Regions from separate parts of the Gossypium hirsutum genome. Here region 1 is linked to region 2. A link is a contact called in public Hi-C data. All regions are on one chromosome and are shown on one strand. Each heading gives the region's core, a stretch centred on a gene start, on an enhancer-like site or on the middle of the called end of the contact. The rest is flanking DNA. Distances are from core to core; before and after follow the strand shown. Region 1 holds the start of LOC107909944 (NADH dehydrogenase [ubiquinone] 1 beta subcomplex subunit 7). Region 2 holds the start of LOC107909949 (sodium/hydrogen exchanger 8-like).

The links. Hi-C and Micro-C count contacts between places; a contact is called where the count stands out from the background.
Region 1: a Hi-C map of leaf shows a contact between it and region 2, with 1.8 times the contacts expected there. The contact joins the promoter of LOC107909944 here to the promoter of LOC107909949 in region 2. A contact is called at or near these places in 4 of 34 Hi-C or Micro-C datasets (callus and leaf).

What each region holds. Positions count from the first base shown.
Region 1 is chrD02:50,953,735-50,956,822 of Gossypium_hirsutum_v2.1, forward strand. LOC107909944 (NADH dehydrogenase [ubiquinone] 1 beta subcomplex subunit 7) reads left to right here and starts at 1,374. Exons shown (of 2, transcript XM_016837654.2): 1 at 1,374-1,920. The coding sequence starts at 1,600. The coding sequence ends at 1,908.
Region 2 is chrD02:50,786,194-50,789,336 of Gossypium_hirsutum_v2.1, forward strand. LOC107909949 (sodium/hydrogen exchanger 8-like) reads left to right here and starts at 1,468. Exons shown (of 23, transcript NM_001327028.1): 1 at 1,468-1,672; 2 at 3,062-3,112. The coding sequence starts at 1,468.

The DNA of each region.
Region 1 (3,088 bases), core at 124-2,623, 170 kb after region 2:
TATTTATTAGGGGTGAAGTCAAAAATTTTGTTTAAGGGGGCCAAGATAAGATTTTAAATTTTGGGAAGGCCAAAACTAAAAAAATTGTATTAAAATGCTTAAATCAAATCATTAACTTTTTAAAAAGACTAAAATTATAACTTTTTTTCATTTAATTAAAATTTAAAAAAGGAATAAATTAAATCTCTTAATTTTGGGAGAGGCTATAAAGAAAATTTCCCCTTGAGCCAAGAGGACCCCTACATGCCCCTGTTTGATTACACCCCTGATATATAGTATTTTATATCAATATGATAGAGATATTAGATCAGTTCGAAAAATTATATGCAATAAAATACAATTATATTGATAAATTTTACGGTTAGATTGTTAAAATATTAATCGTACAAAAAGATATGAAAAGGTGTAAAACCACTTTAATTTTACACTTGTGTAAGTAGATCCATCTCCATATACTATGTTATTAATTATAGTATGTAATAGTATATTATCTATTATAGCTAGCAATTAAAACTGATTTAATTATTAAATCGAGCCAATTCAAGCAAATTGATTGGTAAATTTAGTTTTGATTTTGGATCAATTAATAGTGATATATGTGTATTAATAGTTTTAAAATATATTAATCTATTATGTAATACTATATTACATACTATTATAGAAATAGATAATATATTAACTATTAACTATTATTGTTTATTATTATACTGGTTAAAATATTCTTTAAGTAATATATAATATATTAATAGTTGATATATATGTATTAAGATCGAGTTAGGTAATTGGTTGATTTGATGTTGTCGGTTAATATATTAGATGTAATATGTATTTAAACTCAAACTCAAACCTAAGCTCAATTTAAACTTTCAAAACCCAACCTAAATAAAAATAGGGTTAGCATTTAGTATATTGCCAATTTTTTTTTATTACATAAACATCCTTAAAAATTGTCATGTGTCTATTTTTATATATTTATTTTTTAAAATATTTTACTATATTTAATTTGACACTTGTCAGCATCTTGACCAAATGGAAACTAAAAACTAAAATCTAAATTTTCAAATAAAAAAAGAGTAATCATTAAAATTAAAATTAAAATTATTAATAATATTATTAGTATGACCTAATAACTCATGTTTAATCCTATGCGATAAGAGTAATTATATATTTTATATTATCATTAAAATTATTTTTAATAATTTATTTCACTTTACAATTTAATATAAAAATTATTATTAATTACATTTCATATAAATATATAAGATTTATGAAGACATTTTATAAAATAAATAATTGTCATAAAATTATATTATTTATTTTGTAAATTTTGGACTTTGAATTGGATTTATTTTCAACTCGGGCTAAATTGATCTCAGACCTAGTCAGATTCGAATCATTTAGAGCTCGTTTCGGAATGTAAAAAGTTTCAGGCTGGGGCTGTACTGCGAGCTGTACATTAAACGCCTCCAATTTACTTTGGGCGTACTTTAGAAAAAGGAGCTAGCCGATAGTTACCTTGGAGTTGGACTCCGAGTTCAAACAAAGCATTTTCATAACCCAATTTTTTTCTTCAAACACAAATCAAAGGGAGAAAAAAGAATGGAAGTGGAGGGTTCATCGAAGAAGATGATAGCAACACAAGCAGAGATGGTGGAGAACAAGGTCCCCATCCCGTACAGGGATCAATGTGCACATCTTCTCATCCCGCTCAACAAGTGCCGCCAAGCCGAGTTTTACTTACCTTGGAAATGCGAGATTGAACGCCACTCCTATGAAAAGTGCGAGTACGAGCTCGTCATGGAGAGGATGCTGCAGATGCAGAAGATCCGTGAAGAAGAGGCCAAGTTGACACAGGCTGGGAAACAGGGCGTTTCTGTTCCTCTCATTCCCAAAACTGCTAATGCTTAAGCTGCCTCCAGGGTCAGTCAAATTTTCTTTTCTTTCTTTCTTTTTGTTTCAGTTTCTTTTATATATAATTTAATAACTGGATATTTATCTATTGATGTTTTCGTTCATAGTTTGTTGATGGGTTCATTGATCTTTGTATTAAGGGTTGTTTAAGTTCCAAAATTTTGGGGTATTTAGCTAGGTTAAATTTTTGTTTTTTTCTTTCTTAGTTGGCATGATGGATTGGTTTAACTTTTTTAGGGCTTTGTTTTAATCAAGGTTAGCTGCTATATGTTCGATAGAATTTTCCTGTCTGCTCTTATTATTGAAATTGAAGCGTTTAACCCTTTCTTTCCCTCTGTTGGATATAAGATTAAAGGATTTGAGACTCTGTTTCTCCATTGTCAATACTTCTGATGTTTTTACTGGTTTCCTGTTTTCTATTAAGGGACTTATTTTCATTTGGTCTATTTATAGTAGGGTGTAGTGATTTGGGGGTTTATTTGTTTGGTTCTTGTGGCATTTGATTGGAAAGAAAAGGTAAACTGGAATGTGTCCGTATCAATCAGTTTCTGCTTTGGGGTCTTTTTGTCCATGGAATTTTGTTTGATTTAGAATTTCATTTTGAAGATTTTGAAATTGGTATTAGGTTGTTCTTGCCTAATGACTCGAAATATGGTGGGGGGGTACTTGTAGTGAGATTGAGAACAACATGCATTCTGGATAACCCCCCTAGATGGGTTTGAGTAAGACTATTAACAATCAAGTTTTTTTTGGTCCTTGGTTATTGAGATTGCGTATTATGCTTTAAGAGTAATTCGGTATATTCTTGATACTTTTTTCAGTTACCTGTATGTTCCTGTTTAGTAGGTGTAGCCAATGGAAATTTTTTTATTATGGTCAGTATAAGATAGTCTGATAGCAGTGTAAAGAAGAAATAGGAGTTTGACAACAAAGCACTGAGTTCATACATGCAGATGCATAAAAGTGGAATATCCCAGTTATTTACCAAACGTGAGTTCTGATTTACCATTATTTAGTTTGATTGTTCTTGCTTGTTCCCCTCAAGTGGTGCTGGTATCCTAGGAGATCTGGGCTAGTGAATATAATAATGTTGCTGTTTTAAATCCAAGATATAGCCTTATGTTTAGAGCATGAAAGGAACATAATAAAGAGTAAAGAACTTGTATGCAGCTACCTG
Region 2 (3,143 bases), core at 218-2,717:
TTTCGTCCGTTTACATTGGTTTTTTTTGGGTAGATTTCGTGCAGTAGTGGTTGTGTGCTTAGAGATGGTTTTATTTTCTTTTTTTGTTCACCACATGGTTTAGAATTAGAGAGAAATTTGAAATCTGTAAATACTTTCAACATTTTCAATGTTGAATGGTTTAGGTAAGATTGGTGATTTTATTTTGAGTTGAAATGTTTTTTTGGGAGGGGCCATTACTAAAAAGATAAAGTTTCTTTAAAAAGATTTTAAATAATTTTTTATCAAAATTTTTAGGGTAAATTATGCAAATAGCCACCTAACTATACCCGCATTCTTGTTTTTGGTCATCCAACTTTAAAATTTTATTAATGTGGCATGTCTCTGTTTTTAAAGTCGAAAGTTTTAGCTAAAAAATTTGAGGATCAAATTGATAGAATATATAAGTATTGAGAATTAAATATAATATTATATTAGCTAGAAAAAGACTTTCGTTATCAACTTAATGACGGATGACCAAAACATAAACAAATTCAAGCATTAATGTCTATATTAAAAATTTTTAAAGTGGAGTAACTATAACAAAAATATGAACATAATTAATTGATCATTTGTATAATTTACCCAAACTTTTATATAAGTACATATTTATAATGTATAGATTGCTATATTTTTTATTCCTTTATAAGTTACAAATATAAAAGGAATCAACCTTAAATCCAAATCATGCTCAAAAGTTAAAATAAAATAAAGAGAAAATGATTTGAAATATCGAAATTTCAAAAAAAAAAAACTTTTCCATTAAATAAAACTGAAAAGAAAAATTAAAAAAAATCAGAAATTTTCCAATTTTGATTTTCTGGATGGAGACATTAGTAGGGGTAATTAAGAGCAGCTAAGAGGGTGGTGCCATTGTCTCCACTTTTTCCGTTTAGAGAGGAGAGGGGAATCGTCTTTTTCTTTTTATCGGACCAGAAGAAGGCAGGGAAGTGTTTTTAGAGAGGGGATGTGTTGAATCTGGATATTATGATAAGGTAGGTATCTAAAGCATTAGCTATTAATAATATCTTATTCTATTATAATCAGCAGAGGCCATTCTAGGGACCGGCCTGTCCCTCTCTTAAAATAAAAAATTATTATTTAAAATATTTTAAAAGTTTAAATTAAAAGAAAAGAAAATTTACTTTTAACTCCCTTAAAATTATAAAAATTTATTTTTTAAAAATTATAAAGATATAAATTATAAAAGATTAAAATTTTATTTTAGCTGTAAAAAGTTATTCTGCCTCACCTGATTATCAGTATTCCTGTAGCATTACAACCATGGACTCAAAAAGACGAAACATAAAAGTGATTGATGTAATTTGGCGAAATTTAATGACCTAAAATGTAAATTACATGAATAATATATATTAATAAAGTTTCAAGTGATTTTTATATAAATAAATGAGAAGGAGATAGCAAGCAGGTGATTTGAGTTGTAATAACATGGAGGAAGTGAAAGAGTATCTATACGTGTTACCTTCGAGAATGCTAGAGGAAATTAGCTCCGGTGAATCGGAGCCAGTGGATGCGGTCATCTTTGTTGGGATTTCTTTGGTATTAGGAATCGCTTCCAGGCATCTTCTTCGCGGCACCAGAGTTCCTTACACTGTCGCTTTGCTCATCATTGGCCTTGGTCTCGGCTCTCTCGGTTCGCCTCTTCCCACTTCTAATTTATCATAAGAAAATTTAAATTAGCAGCACAGGAGAAGTAGGATTGTCCATTGGACTTTCATGGATTTTTGACTTTTTTTTTTTCTTTTTTCTATTTCCAATATATCAAAATTTGTTAATTTCGTTGTTTTGATGCAAACTTCATTTGGTTTTTATAATCCCTTTGCCACCAAAATAGATCATTAACTTGACTCATCTAAAGTCAATATTGTAAGTCACAAGATCTAAGCTAAGATTTTTCTTCTTTAGTTTTGCCAGCAAATTAGTTCTAATTTCTGGGCATTTCTTTCCATCTGCTTTTCTCTTCTAATATTACTTCGATTTTTGATCTTCTAAACCAAATTAAGTATACGGATATAAGTTCGACTTTGATACTTTGATACACTGACCGGAGTTTCCTTCTTAACTCGGTGAGTTAAGAGTTTACCCTCTTATTATTGTTATTATTATTATTATTAATTCTAAAAACTACACAAAAATTCATTCTTCTTCTCATAATATATATATATTATTTCTATTATATATACACGCCACTTTAAAGATTAAAAAAAAAAAAAAGCAATTTAAAGGGTTAAGACATGCCACTCCACAAGCGAAACTGATTAGTGTATCTTTTGTTTCGTTAATTTTTGAGAAATTATACATTATTGAAGTGATATATAATCCTAGAGTATATTTAGAAAAAGTGACCATAGTAGTGCTCAGCTTTACTTGTTAAAGTTAAAAATTTACAACGTCAAAAAAGAATTCATTCTTAATGTTTTAGCTATTCTGGATACAATCCAGCTGGTGGAGTTTAAGAATCCCGTCAGGTGGATGGGATAATTTTCTTAATATATATTATATTCCATATTCCATTTCTGAATCTGAACTCTTTTAAGTGGATTTTTTTTTGTAAGGCTTTTAAGTGGAAGTTAGTTTACCATTTACCAGTGAAAATTGATTTCAGTTTGTAAGCAAGATAGCATAGCCATAAACAAGGTCTTAACTGGAATTATGATTTCATTCTTGATTAAAAGAAAAAAACTTGGCACATGATTCCAAGATACTGGAATTGGTGGCTCATTCAAGTTCACAAGAAACAATCTCAAGGTCATAATTTCTCTCTATATAGGTGTAATGTGTATTTTAATAGTTAGTGAATTCCTTTTCAACTTCTATTGCATTTTTTACTGCTGTTTCCTGGTTGTAACGTTTTTATTGATCAATACGCGAGGATCAAGATATGGTCATACTAAATTGTTTGGTTGTTGCAAGTTTGTTGCTTTTATTTCCTGTTCTTTATAACTTGGTCTTTTACCATTTCTTTTAGTTGTCCCTGGAAGTTATTTACTCAATGTCAATGTGGTTGATCCTTGCTTTGCAGAATATGGTACAAGTCATAAATTGGGAAGGATTGGTGATGGCATTCGACTTTGTAAGTTTTTTAACTTCATTTTATTCCCTTC